Linked DNA regions of Mus musculus: region 1 is linked to region 2. A link is a contact called in public HiChIP or PLAC-seq data. All regions are on one chromosome and are shown on one strand. The core of a region is the stretch at or near the end of the contact, and the rest is flanking DNA. Distances in the headings are between cores, read along the strand shown.

Region 1 (6,450 bases), core at 3,415-5,914, 84 kb after region 2:
CCCCGCACGCTGCTGACCCTCTGGCCTCCACCAAAGCCTCCGACTCACAGAGCCCCTGCTTCTGCCATTTCAGATGTTCCTGGTGTGCCGGGACAACAACCTGAAGCAATTGGTGCTGTGTGTCCACTTCCCTTCCCTGAAGGGCAGCTCAGCTGAGGTGCTGGAGTACCCCATCAAAGAAGAAAAGGCTAGTAAGTTCTTACCTCCCCCCGCCCCTCCAGACACAGCAGCAAAACCTGTGAGACACAGACCCTACATTCTGTCCCCATGTTTAAAACTAGAATAGGGAAAATCAATTTTAGGGTTGGCTCCAAGGTAGCAGTTTGGGTTAGGTAAGGATTTGGGAGGACACACTCATGTTGGTGTGTCTCCTGTGCCCACTTTGCATGGACTAGAACTTGACCAATCACTCAAGTATCAAAATTGTCAGACCTAGAGGCACATATGGGCAATTCTACCCCTTGGGTGACAGCAGGAGAAAGATTTGCTGCAACTTGAAGGCCTGCTACACAGTGTGTGTCAGGTTAGAAAGTGTCCAGTCAGAAAAGGCCTGTTTCAAAACATGAAGCCAAGTCACAGTTACTATTCACTTTCTCTGCTCACGGCTTGTAGGCTTTGCTTCCTCGTAGCCATCGTCAAGTTGTCTCTTGTTTGCTGAGCACAAAGGACGACAGAGAAAGGGGAGGAAATGAGATGTCCGGTCCTGGGTTCCAGTGACTCATTACTACATTCTCAAGCCATGACTTGCCGTGTGTCGTGTCGTCTCTCTGAAATTCAGCTTTCTCTTCCGTCGACTGAAACTAACAGTCACTGTCCTATCTCTATCCCAGAGCCTTTGTTAGGGTCACATGGGCAAGCAATTCCAAAGGCAAAACTCCTGGGTGTTCATAGGGCTACCAGAACAGACCTGGGCTTGTGGGGAGCCTGTTTGGGGATCTTTAATCCAGGCTGGCCTCGAACTCATGGTCCTCCTACCTCAGCCTTTCCACTGCCACTGACAGGTATATACCACCATGCCTGGATTCCACAGTGGCTTTGTACTATTAAAGACGTCATGGAGTTTGGACCTCTTCTGACCTAGGCTCCCTTGTTTTGAACCAGCTTCTGACTCCTTTCAAAGGCCATGTGTTCACGGGTTAGATTTGGAAATCTAAGAAGCCTGTGACAAGAATCCATAGGCTATTCCAGGCATGAGCTCACACCCAGAGAAACAATTCCAGGGTGTTCCCTGAGGCTTATCACCCTAGGTCAACAGCAGAATGACAGTAAGTACTCTTGGATGCCTGCTTTTCAAGACACTGAGAACCTACATAGATGAATAAGAAGGAAGTCCTTGCCTTAGGGTGAGGGGGTTTTCAGTCAGGCTAGAGGGTGGCTATGCTAGAGCAGGGCTAACAGGCATCACTTGTTCTGTGGTATGACAGCTGTTACTGCCAGGGGGCACCTGTCAGGTGGGGCAGGTCCAGATCCTCCCTAAACTGGGAAGAATATCAAAGAATATCTACTGTGTGAGGGTATCTAAGAGGAGAAGGCTTTAGGGTTAGGCTCTGAATGTGTGAAGGTGCTTGTGTTTGTCCAATAAAAGGGTGATTTTCTACAAAAGGAAAGTAGGGCAGGTCCCCATCCTGCTGGGAGAAGGTCTTTCCAGTAACTCAAACCACATGAACAAAACGCCTGTGCCCCAAGCCAGGCAGTGGTATCAAATGCCTTTAATACTTGCACTCAGGAAGAAGAGGCAAGCAGATCTCTGAGTTCAAGGCCAGCCTGGTCCACAGAGTGAGTGCCAGGAGAGCCAGGGCTGCACCGAGAATGTATATCCCTAGGTAGTACAGGTGCTGCATCCTATGGCAAGAACACACAACGCCTGCCTCTTAGGATATCAAGTAAGATAAGGAGACAGAAGCGAAAAGGCTTTTACTGTCCTGGGGGATGTGCCAGGTGGAAATCAGCCAACTGCCTCAATACCAAGAAATGACTTAAAGCTGCAGGAAGCTAATTTCCAAGCACAGGCCAGCTATGCCTCCCTTAGGCCCCCTGCAGGCACCCCACTGTTCTGCTATCTTCAGCATGTGACCTCCATATTATACGGTTGGGTCCAAGGTAACTGTGTAGACTGGAAAAAAGAGTCTAGGCACCTCCTATACCCATATTTTGTTAGCTAGAACTCTGTCACATGACCAAACCTAACTGCAGGGGACACTGTGAAATATAGTGAACTATGTGCCCAGGGAAGCAGACCCACTGGATTTTTTAATATATAACTTGTTTTTATGTGTATTGGTGTTTTGCCTGCGTGTGAGGGTGTCAGAAGCCCTGGAACTGGAGTTACAGACAGGTATGAGCTGCTGTGTGGTTGCTGGGAATTGAACCCGGTTCCTCTGGAAGAGCAGCCAGTGCTCTCCACCACAAAGCCATCTCTCCAGCCCCAAGCAGAAGGATTTTAAGGAATTCTGGGAGTTGCCCCGCCCTCTAGTATGAGAGTACAGAGGTGGATCTGGAAAGGGCTGTGGAGTCAGGGTGGGGGTGGGGTTCTCAAAGAGGATGGGGAGTGTTTCGGTTTTTCCAAACCACTGAAGTACATTGTGTCCTTTGATGACTCAGAAAGGGTGGGGTTGTTTGGATTGTCTCTTGTTCCCCAAGAACCTGGGTCATTTTTCATATGGCCTGGAGAATGTGACCTTCACGGTGTCTCTGGGGCCACATGATGCTGGATGTGTTTTTGACCCCAAGAGAAGGTTGACCAGTAGGCACAAACTGCTGGGCTAGGATTTCGGGATCCCCCTGCCTCTTACTGAGAGTCATGACTTCAGGACTAGGCTGCCACATCTTAGTTTCCTCTGTACATTTAGGGACCCACATGCCTTGAGCGAGTGAGTTTTAGCTCTAGGATTGGAAACTGCTCAGATGGGGGCATGCCCAGGGCCGTGTGGAGAAAGTACAGGATCAAGGCAGGGTGCCTGAGGGTTTTAGAGGTGAGAGGCGAGACTGGAGCTGGCCCTGGAGCTGTCTGGAATTCTTCTCTGCTCCTTTGTCCTATGTGCCTTTTCTGCTGGCTGGCTGCTGCCTTTGGGGCATCACATCTAGGCCTCTGCACCTTAAAGACAACCCAGCCCTTGGAAACCAGGGCACGAGTTTGATTTCATGTCCCACTTCCAATTCAGAGCCTTATGAAGGCAAGTAAGTGTGAGATGGTGGTTAGCAGGGTTAAGACAGATTCAGTTCAGAAACATTGCAGCCATTGGGCTCTCACGTGCAGAACCGGCCCAGTCCCGACTCAGCTTGCACAGGTGGGAACTTATAGCAAGGTGGATGAAAGATCTAATGGGATGCTGGCTGAAGATGGACAGATTGTCCCTTCTTCTAGGGGATGGGAAACAAGAAAAGCCTGATTGGGTCTAAATGACGGTCGGACAGGTAGGGTGGAGGTTCCTGTCACACTTAGAGGGGTCGTTGCTAGAACAGGCAGTATATGAAGGGTGTCTGAGAAGGTCCAGGAGCTGTGAAAGTTTAGCTGAGTGAAGTTTTGTCAAGATGGATGGATGTGTATTACCAGAACTGTGAGCTGGGCTTGGCCACCTGTCCTCAATAGGCAAATGAAGCAGATGCGTAATGATGTAAGGATGAGAAAGGAGAGCTCCTCGCTGTGGGAAGACGAACAACTTGAGAGATCCAGCGACCATCCTCCACAAGTCCATCTTCGGGATGCTGAGATGGGGTTTAGGTTAAGTGGAGGGTACGAGGCATGCGTAACTAAGCCATCTTGACGGAGGCATGGCCCTCTGCCCAACATGTCACTGTCTGGACCCCAGTGTGTCCTGCAAGGTTGTCTGACAAGTTATCAGAAATCTGTGAACTCTCTTTCCAGGAAATAAATCCTCCTCTAGCTGGCTGCAGGGCCCCAGGCTTCTCCTCGTCCTAGCTGAGAATTCACTACTTCAATTGTGTGATAGCCCAGAGAAGGGACATGAGTGTCTCCTGAGGGGAAAAAAAAAAAATCTTCATTTCTGCCGAGATGGTCAAACCAGACTACTCAGAAATGGGAGCACTAACATCCCAGGTTCTTGGTTTTCTCCCAGGCCACATGGTAGAATTCCATGCATTTTCAGGCTTCAAGTTCAGCATTCAGCATTCAGCCTTGCCTTGAAGATAGTCAAAATGCAAACCGAAGCCATTTGTGTAAGCTGGTTCTTCAATCCTTATTCCAACACGTTGGCCACAAACACAGAGGTGCCCACCGCTTGGGTATTTCATTTTGTTCTCTCTTTATATTACTCTGCTGCTCCTAAACCTCTTTCTTTTGAGGTCTGCTGCCAGAGCAAGGGCATTGGCTGGGCTGTTTCTCTGCCTCAACTGTCTCTAAGTTCCATGCTCCTCCCTCTTTTTGAATTCTGTGCCTTTGATGTCATAGCTTGGTTTCTCTCACCTCTGTCTCTTGCCACTTGTGTGACTGGGCAAAAACGCTTCATGTCTCCGGCCCCCCGGCCTCCCTGCCTGTGAGGTAGGGATAGTGATGGTGCCTTTCCTCAGAGAGTCCTGGAAGGACTTAGTTATCCAGATCATGTAGGGTGATCGTGAGGCTCTGTGGCCAAGCTAACTTCAGTGGGGTGCCCTCAAGGGGAAGTGGGCAATGGAAGGGCCCAGGCCTAGAACTGGAGCTTTCTGGGTTTCCCCATGCAAAGTCGAGGGAGGAAACCAGGGGGTGTCCCAAAAGTGAGTCTTGCTTTGACCACAGCTGTGCTCTGAGGCACTTTAAATCCCCTCCCTAGTTTCTTTTTTTTTTTTTCTTTTATGTTTTTTCCAGACAGCATTTCTCTGTGTTCCCCTGGCCATCCTGGAACTCACATTGTAGACCAGGCTGTCCTTGAACCCGGACATCTGCCTGCCTCTGCTTCCTGAATGCTGGTATTAAAGGTGTGCACCACCACTGCCCAGCTTCTTTCCCCGATTCCTTACAAAGATTCTTCTTTGAAAAATCCTGATTCTGTCAGCTAAGCCATGCTTGTAGTGGTAACAGGCTGCCCTACACCTTTAGTTGCTTACACACAAAGTAGCATGGATGTACTATAGAATACATCTGATTAAAACACTCAAAGACATAGTAACATGAGTATGTTTTCACTGGATCTTTCCACTGTTGCTGCAGAGCTCTACCCATCTGAAACATGAGAAAGTAGAGTTCCATAATGACTCTAGAAGGTTCCACTCAGAAATGCAGCCACCACTTCCCCTACAACTCATTGACCAAAACAGGCCACATGGCCAGACTGGAGCCCAGTAGGACAGGAAGAATCATCTCTCCTCATACAGTGGCAGCAGGAAGGGAAAGTGGCCCAGAGATTACAGGGGGATTTATAGCAGGGAAGGAGCCTGTTGAAGGAGCCAAATGAAGGATGAGTGAAGCTATGCCAATTTCTGGGAGGCAATGCTGCCCCTTGATGGCTGGTATGAACATCCTACCCTAGAGGACACTACAACAAAAGCATCCCTTATCCTAAATGCTTGAGACCAAAAGTGTTGCAGACTCTCCCTGGATTTTGAAATAGTTTGCACATGTGTAACATGGTCTTGGGGATGAGGCTTAAGCCTAACAAGGAAACTTGGTTATGTTGTATGCATACAGTATGCACATATCCTGGAAGATATTTCATATATATATATCAAGGCATCTGCCTTTTAACTTGTCAGTTGACATCAGATGTACTTTTCATTCATGGCATAATGTTGGTGGGCCAAAAAAATGTCTTGGAATTTGGAACATTTCAGATTTCAAATTTCCAGATAAAGACCGTTCAGCTGAACCTGGTTTTACTAATATGCACAGAAGTGGTGATAGACATATCCATGGGGTGGCAGTTTCCTAGTGGTTGCTGAATAAAGGAAGAAGAAGAAGAAGAAAAACTATTTGGGATTGTGTCTAGCAGAGCAGGCCTGAGGCAGTGGCATGACCAGGCCCATGCAGGAAGTGGGCTACGCAGTGCTCAAGGCCTAAGCCGCAGTCTGACCACTCCTACCCAGTGCCTCTGGCCCACTGACCCTGGCTTTAGAAGGGTCTGTGCACCAATTCTGAGTAAATCTTCACTCTCGGGGGTGTGGGTGGGTTTACATCAACTTGAACACATCAGCATCTGAGAACAGTCCATCTCCTGAGCAACTATGGCAAATTCTCATGCTGATTGGTATGGGGGATCATCACCTCTAGATGCAAAGGGGAGGGATCTTGGATGCGTCCTCCTGGGCAGTAGAGATCCATGTGGGCATGACCACGTGATAGGCATGGCCACGTGGCCAGAATGCCTTTGACTTACTTCTCTTACTCTTGAATATGACTTCTCTCCATACTCTTGGTACCGCCCAAAACCCTAGAATGCAGTCTGACCTGTTTTTGAATGGAGACAGCTCAAGTCAATGAACAGGTGTTATCCATAAAGGAAGAGTTGACATAGAGACTCC
Region 2 (5,667 bases), core at 1,672-4,171:
ATCTGGGCACCGGGCTCTATTCTGGCCTTAGGGCTGCAGGAGGGACAGGGCAAGCAATGATCACTGTTCCCTGGGAGATTCCAGGCTTAAAAGGCAAATATGGGTCAATGACCACATGGTGTGTTTTCTATTATGCATGTCCAATCTGTGTGTAGCCCCGGCTAGCTGTGAATGCAGCCATCACAAAATCTACCTACCTAAAACATTGAAGCTATTTTAAAAGGGGGGGGCAGTTCTCAGTCATGGATTTTATAGATAATAGCATTGTGTTGCAGAATAACCATAAGACAAATTGAAATGAAGTGTGTGTGCGCATGCGCATGTGTCTGTATGTGTGTGTTCTTATAACCAATGGGCTCTAGGTTAGACAGACCTGAAATTTAATGTATAGCCTAATAGAACTCTACTTTGTTCACTATGGCTTAAGGGAGCCAAAGGGCTGGCCACCCCTGTTATAAATGCCCTCCATCCCTCACTATATCTGCCCAGAACAGTGGGCAGAGGCCCTGTCTTGACCATCCAGAAACTAAGACAGTAATGCCCAAGCTTCCTCATAGCTTGGCCTGCCTTGCCTGATGCTGGTTTTCTCTTCCCACCCTGACGCCCAGAGGCTAGGGAAGGAGGAGGAGAATCATTGTCTCCTGGAAACCAGTTTATAGTCTGGCTCTACACTAAACAGTGGGCCAGTGACCGTGAGCCCTAGCCAGGGGAAGACCCCAGATAGGAGTTGTTTGTTGTACCTATGCTCTGGGATGCCCTGCTTGTCCACGGGAGCCCTCCTGACCCTGCAGATAAAATCTTTCTCTCTCACACTCTATATTGTACCTATCGGGATAAGATCTTCCTGTCCTACCATCAAGTCAGCCAACACCTGCTGGGACACACACCAGGTGCCACATGAAACAGAGCTCCTCTGGCTCTCTGAATTGGAATGCTGTAACCAGATATCCTAAGACTGGGCCCTGTAAGCAACAGGAATCTCTCCTCCCACAGTTCTGGAGGCCTAGAGTCTGCCATCAGAATGGAATCCCAGCTGGGCTCTGCTGAGGGATGTCCTCCTGGCTACTCATGGCAAACTCAGCTACCTCTACTCAGTGTGTGCACCTGGAAAGAGAAAGCATTCAGAATCTCTCTTCCAGCACTGTGTGTGTGTGTGTGTGTGTGTGTGTGTGTGAGTGTGTGTGTATGTGTGTGTGTGTGTCTGTGTGTGTCTGTGTGTGTCTGTGTGTGTGTGTGAGTGTGTGTGTATGTGTGTGTGTGTGAGAGTGTGTGTGTGTGTCTGTGTGTGTGTCTGTGTGTGAGTGTTTGTGTGTGTCTGTGTGTGTGTGTCTGTGTGTGTGCACACGTGCTCGCGTGTGTGTCTGTGTGTGTGTGTCTGTGTGTATCTGTGTGTCTGTGTGTATGAGTATGTGTGTCTGTGTGTGTGTCTGTGTGTGTGAGTGTGTGTGTGTGTGTCTGTGTGTGAGTGTGTGTGTGTCTGTGTGTGTGTGAGTATGTGTGTGCATGTGTGTGTCTGTCTCTGTGTGTGTCTGTGTGTGTGTGTGAGTGTGCACGCGTGCATGTGTTGGTGTCACCAATCTGAGGCTTGTCAGCGGGGCTGGCTTTGCCAGTGAGCCCCAGGATTATATGTCTTTAATACGACAATTAAAAACAACACCACACCTGGTTATTTATTCATTCACTCATTCATTTATTCATTCATTTTAATGTGGAATCTGGGGGGTTGAACTCAAGCCTTCATACTTCCAAGGCAAGTACTTTACCAACTAAATCAGGTGCCCGGCCCTGCACTCTCATGAGCTCATTGAACCTGAATGACATCCTAAATGCTGCCTCCAAATGCAGTCACTTTGGGGGTTAGGGCTTCAGCTCTCAATTGAAGAAGCAAAGGATGCAGTTCTGTCCATGATGGGCTCTCTCAAGACTTGTACCCTCACCCCTCATCTTCTGTTCAGTGAGGAGTCGGATTGTGTGCTGATCTGGTACTGATGAAATCACCTCTGCAGATCTCCTGGGATTGCCTCCTCTTGGGTGGGATAACTTACCTGCAGTTCCTGGGGTGCTGCTCACAGCTCCACCCACTTGCCCGTTCTGCCCAGACCCCAGAGACTCACAGAACTTTCTGTTACAAAGGACCTTGCTCTTGCCCTGATGGCAGGAGCCTCTAGAGACATCGCACACTCAGTGTGCAGCCTGAGGTCAGGGTTAGTGCAGCGGTCATCCCTGACTGCTACTCTCCTGTCAATCATTCTGTCCACTCCCTTGTCAGTCACTCCTGAGGCTCAGCTCACAGGCCAACAAGAACAGACCCTGGCTGAGCGCTTTTATTCTTGAATACAGGGGCTTTATTGGGATACAATTCACACCTCTTCATGGGCTCTCTCGCCACATGGTACAACTAGCCCCACAGTCATTATTAGCATCCCCCCAACGAAACTGTATCAGTAGCCTCTTCTCCCCATCCCTTCCCAAGCTACTGGCAGCAACTAGCCTGCCTCCTGTCCCTTTGGAGAGAGCTAACCTGCATGTTTTATACGTATAAAATCATGTGATGTGCCGTCTCTTGTTCCAAGCTTCTTCTACTTAGCATAAAGTTTTCAAGGTTTATCTTCACTGTAACAGGTAGTGTACTTTTTCCTTTAGTGGACATACCACGCTTGTATCAATATTTGGGATGTTGCTAGTTCTTGGCTATAAGTAGTTATAAATACAATTAATTTATCAGCTATTTATTATTATTCGTTTGTGGTGCTGGAGGTGCATGCTAGCTAGGCAAGTGCTCTACCACTGAGCCATATCCCCAGTCCTGTAAGCGGATGTTCAAAGAACTAGTAGAGTCTCACGCTCTCTTAGAGGAGGCTCAGTAGATTTCCCTCATTGAAAGCAGTCGCTCTCTGGTTCTATGTAATGAGCCACAAATAGCCTCTGAATGGTATTACTGGGAAGTTCTAGACTAGTTCCCTTATATTCAAAATGGGAAACTGAAGCTTACTCAAGGGGAAATCTCCACCAGGCCCACCCAGGCATCATGTTGGATTTCCAGGAAATCCCAAGATCCATCCCAACTGCCAAATCAGAGTTGCACTGTCTGGGATGCTCAGGACTCTGACCCAGGACAACGTGTCCCAGAGCTCTGACCTTTTCCATGATGCCTGGGCCCGGCGACAGAAGCCACACAACTCCCTTTGCCCAATTCACATTGTTAAAAACAGCAATAAGCTTGCCAGGCTGTGTTCAGGGCTATGGCAAATTCAACCACCCTGCGGCCTACCCCTCTCTCACAAACCCAAAGCCACAGAAAGGGAGAGGGCCCACCTCTTCTCGATTCTGCTTTTCAGATTGAGGAACCTGCTGGGAAGCCAGACCAAGGATGATGATGATGATGGTGGTGGTGGTGATGATGATGATGATGTCTTTTGCTTTCTTTACAGCCTCTGCAGACATGGGATGGGGGATGGGGGAGATTGACATGGGAGATGCTAAGAACTGCTTCAGTATTCCAGTGTCTGAGGGTTCTGTCACAGTGAAGTTGGAAAAGCAATGAAACACCTTCACTCTTAACTTAGACCTGAAGCAGGAGGAGCCTGGGGAGCCCACAGAGCCTAGTGAGGCAGGGGAGGGGGGCTCTAGCTGTACAGCAGGGGCTTTCTTCAGCCACAGTGGTCTCTAGTATCCACTAAGCATCTCAAGTTTGACTCTGTAGAGGCCCTGCTGGAAGGGCTGGTGGATTCGTTTCCCAATGAGGACTCTGGGGTTGGCAAAGCCCCACATAGGTGGAGAGGAGCCACAGTTGGGACTGGCACCCAGGTCTGCCTGCCTGCCTGTAAGCGATTGCTTCTGGCTGCGCTCCTCTGTTGACTGCAGTGAAAACGGTAACGGCAATGGAAAAGGAGACCTGTTGCTAGATAGATCTGTGGCTGGTCAGCTCCAGGCTCTCTGCTGGAAGGACATCCACCACCTTACCCATCCTGGGTCCTCAGGGGCAGGGCCTGCATTTGAATGCCCAGCTTTCCTTCGTCAGCCTGGGGAATCTTTGAGGAGGTGGGTAGAGTATGGGCAGGACTGTCCCACAGATGAGGATAAGGCTTGCTTCACTCAGAGAGTCTAGCCCAGGGGTCTCTAAGACCAGCCCCAAATAAGGGGACCCTGGCCTCTTCATTGGCAGAGGTGCAGGTCAGGGCTGTCCTTCCATGTGAGGACACTGATGTCCAAGAGGCAGCACAGCTAGGCTCTCCAGAAGCATAATCCTTGCTCATCAGCATAAGAGAAACATCAGGGCCCCCAGGAAAGGCCTCAGGGTCTGCTGCCACAGAACCACTCTTCCTGGGCCTTTGGTGTCCCTGTTCACCACCCCGCCAATCTACCTTTGTGTTGACACTGAGTAGGGCCTACCCCTGCCCTTACCGACGCTTAATGTTTCCCCACACACCATTTCTTCCATCCTCCCCTACGCCTGTAAACCTCAGCCACAGATCTCTATCTACCGGACTCCTCTTTGACCCTCTAGAGCCCTCTGGATCAAACCCCATCAGTTTACAAGCCCAAGCAGTGCTTGAAAAGGAGGTACCCTGTAGGTGGAAGATAATGGGTTGAATGACAGCTCAAACCAGTGCTTGCTCTGTGCCTGCACTGTTCAGTGCACCCATATGCATCATGGGAAAATCTTCTTACTCTCCCAATTTTTAGCTAAAAAAAGAGAGAGAGAGAGAAAAAAACCAAGATGAAGAGAGGGTGGTTATGCTTCCAAGGTCGCATAGCTATGCACAAATCAGAGCTGCGATTCACACCTCATACTACAGTTGATTACAAACTTTAATGCTGTCAGAAAACAGACAATTTATTGAGAAATCTAAATTCATCCATGTCATAAAATGTCATAAAGATAACAACATTTATTGATTGTAAAGTCTAACCCTAGGACTAAGGGAACGGAAAACTTTTAAAAGATTGCCTGTTGCTTTTAATTATATATGCGTGTACATGTATGAGTACAGACCCCCAGTGTGAGCCACCTGATGTGTGTGCTAGGAACCGAATATGGGTCCTCTGAAAGACCAGCACACCCTCTCAGCCGCTGAGCCATCTCTCCAGCTAAGAGAAGATTTTTCTATAGCATCCAAAGCTATGAGCTGCACTGCTGGTGCTCTGATCGTGACTGTTGGTACCTGCCAGCCAGTGGGTAGCAGAACTCCCACAGGCTCCAGAATCGTGAGACTCGGGATAAGCAAGCAAATAGCACAGAGGAGCAGGGTGGAGATCTGAAGAGCTGGTACCATCTCCTGCTGTCTTAAGGTGCTTAAATAAGCCATTGAATTTCACCAAACCTCAGTTTGCTAACCTGTGAAATAGGGGCATTCGATTGTATGTGACTACACTGTCGCTGTCTTCAAACACACCAGAAGAGGGCATTGGATCCTGTTATACAGGGTTGTGAGCCACCATGGGGTTGCTGGGATTGAACCCAGGACCTCTGGAAAAGCAGTCAGTGCTCTTAAACTCTGGGCCATCTCTTCAGTCCCCAACATCCTTTCTTAGTTTTTTTGTTTGTTTGTTTTGTTTGTTTGTTTGTTTGTTTGTTTTTTAACCAAAACCTCTTCAATCTGATAGCCATGAGAACCTACCACTGGTATTGCATGTGAGTGAAAGACTAAAAGCGGACAAAGTGCT

The links. HiChIP or PLAC-seq counts read pairs in DNA pulled down with a chosen protein or histone mark.
Region 1: a contact with region 2 is called in an H3K27ac HiChIP or PLAC-seq map of bone marrow-derived dendritic cells, with 2.4 times the contacts expected there. The contact joins two enhancer-like sites. A contact is called at or near these places in 1 of 15 datasets of contacts at CTCF or cohesin (CD8 T cells), 37 of 484 Hi-C or Micro-C datasets (the AML12 cell line, the C2C12 cell line, the C3H10T1/2 cell line and 24 more), 15 of 115 datasets of contacts at active chromatin or transcription factors (CD8 T cells, the HPC-7 cell line, bone marrow-derived dendritic cells and 11 more) and 1 of 9 other capture datasets (embryonic stem cells).

Annotation. Positions count from the first base shown.
Region 1 is chr12:102,325,722-102,332,171 of GRCm38.p6, forward strand. It overlaps Rin3 (Ras and Rab interactor 3), which reads left to right. Exons shown (of 10, transcript NM_177620.4): 3 at 74-191. Among named protein-coding and RNA genes, the nearest start is that of Rin3, 46 kb to the left of the region's middle. Within about 2 kb of position 4,665, at least 21 of the 459 cell types and tissues checked have an H3K27ac peak or open chromatin away from gene starts, as enhancers often do. A contact at or near this core is called in bone marrow-derived dendritic cells, where this site is marked.
Region 2 is chr12:102,243,125-102,248,791 of GRCm38.p6, forward strand. All of the region lies in intron 12 of Slc24a4 (solute carrier family 24 (sodium/potassium/calcium exchanger), member 4), which reads left to right. Among named protein-coding and RNA genes, the nearest start is that of Gm25203, 7.7 kb to the right of the region's middle. Within about 2 kb of position 2,922, at least 15 of the 459 cell types and tissues checked have an H3K27ac peak or open chromatin away from gene starts, as enhancers often do. A contact at or near this core is called in bone marrow-derived dendritic cells, where this site is marked.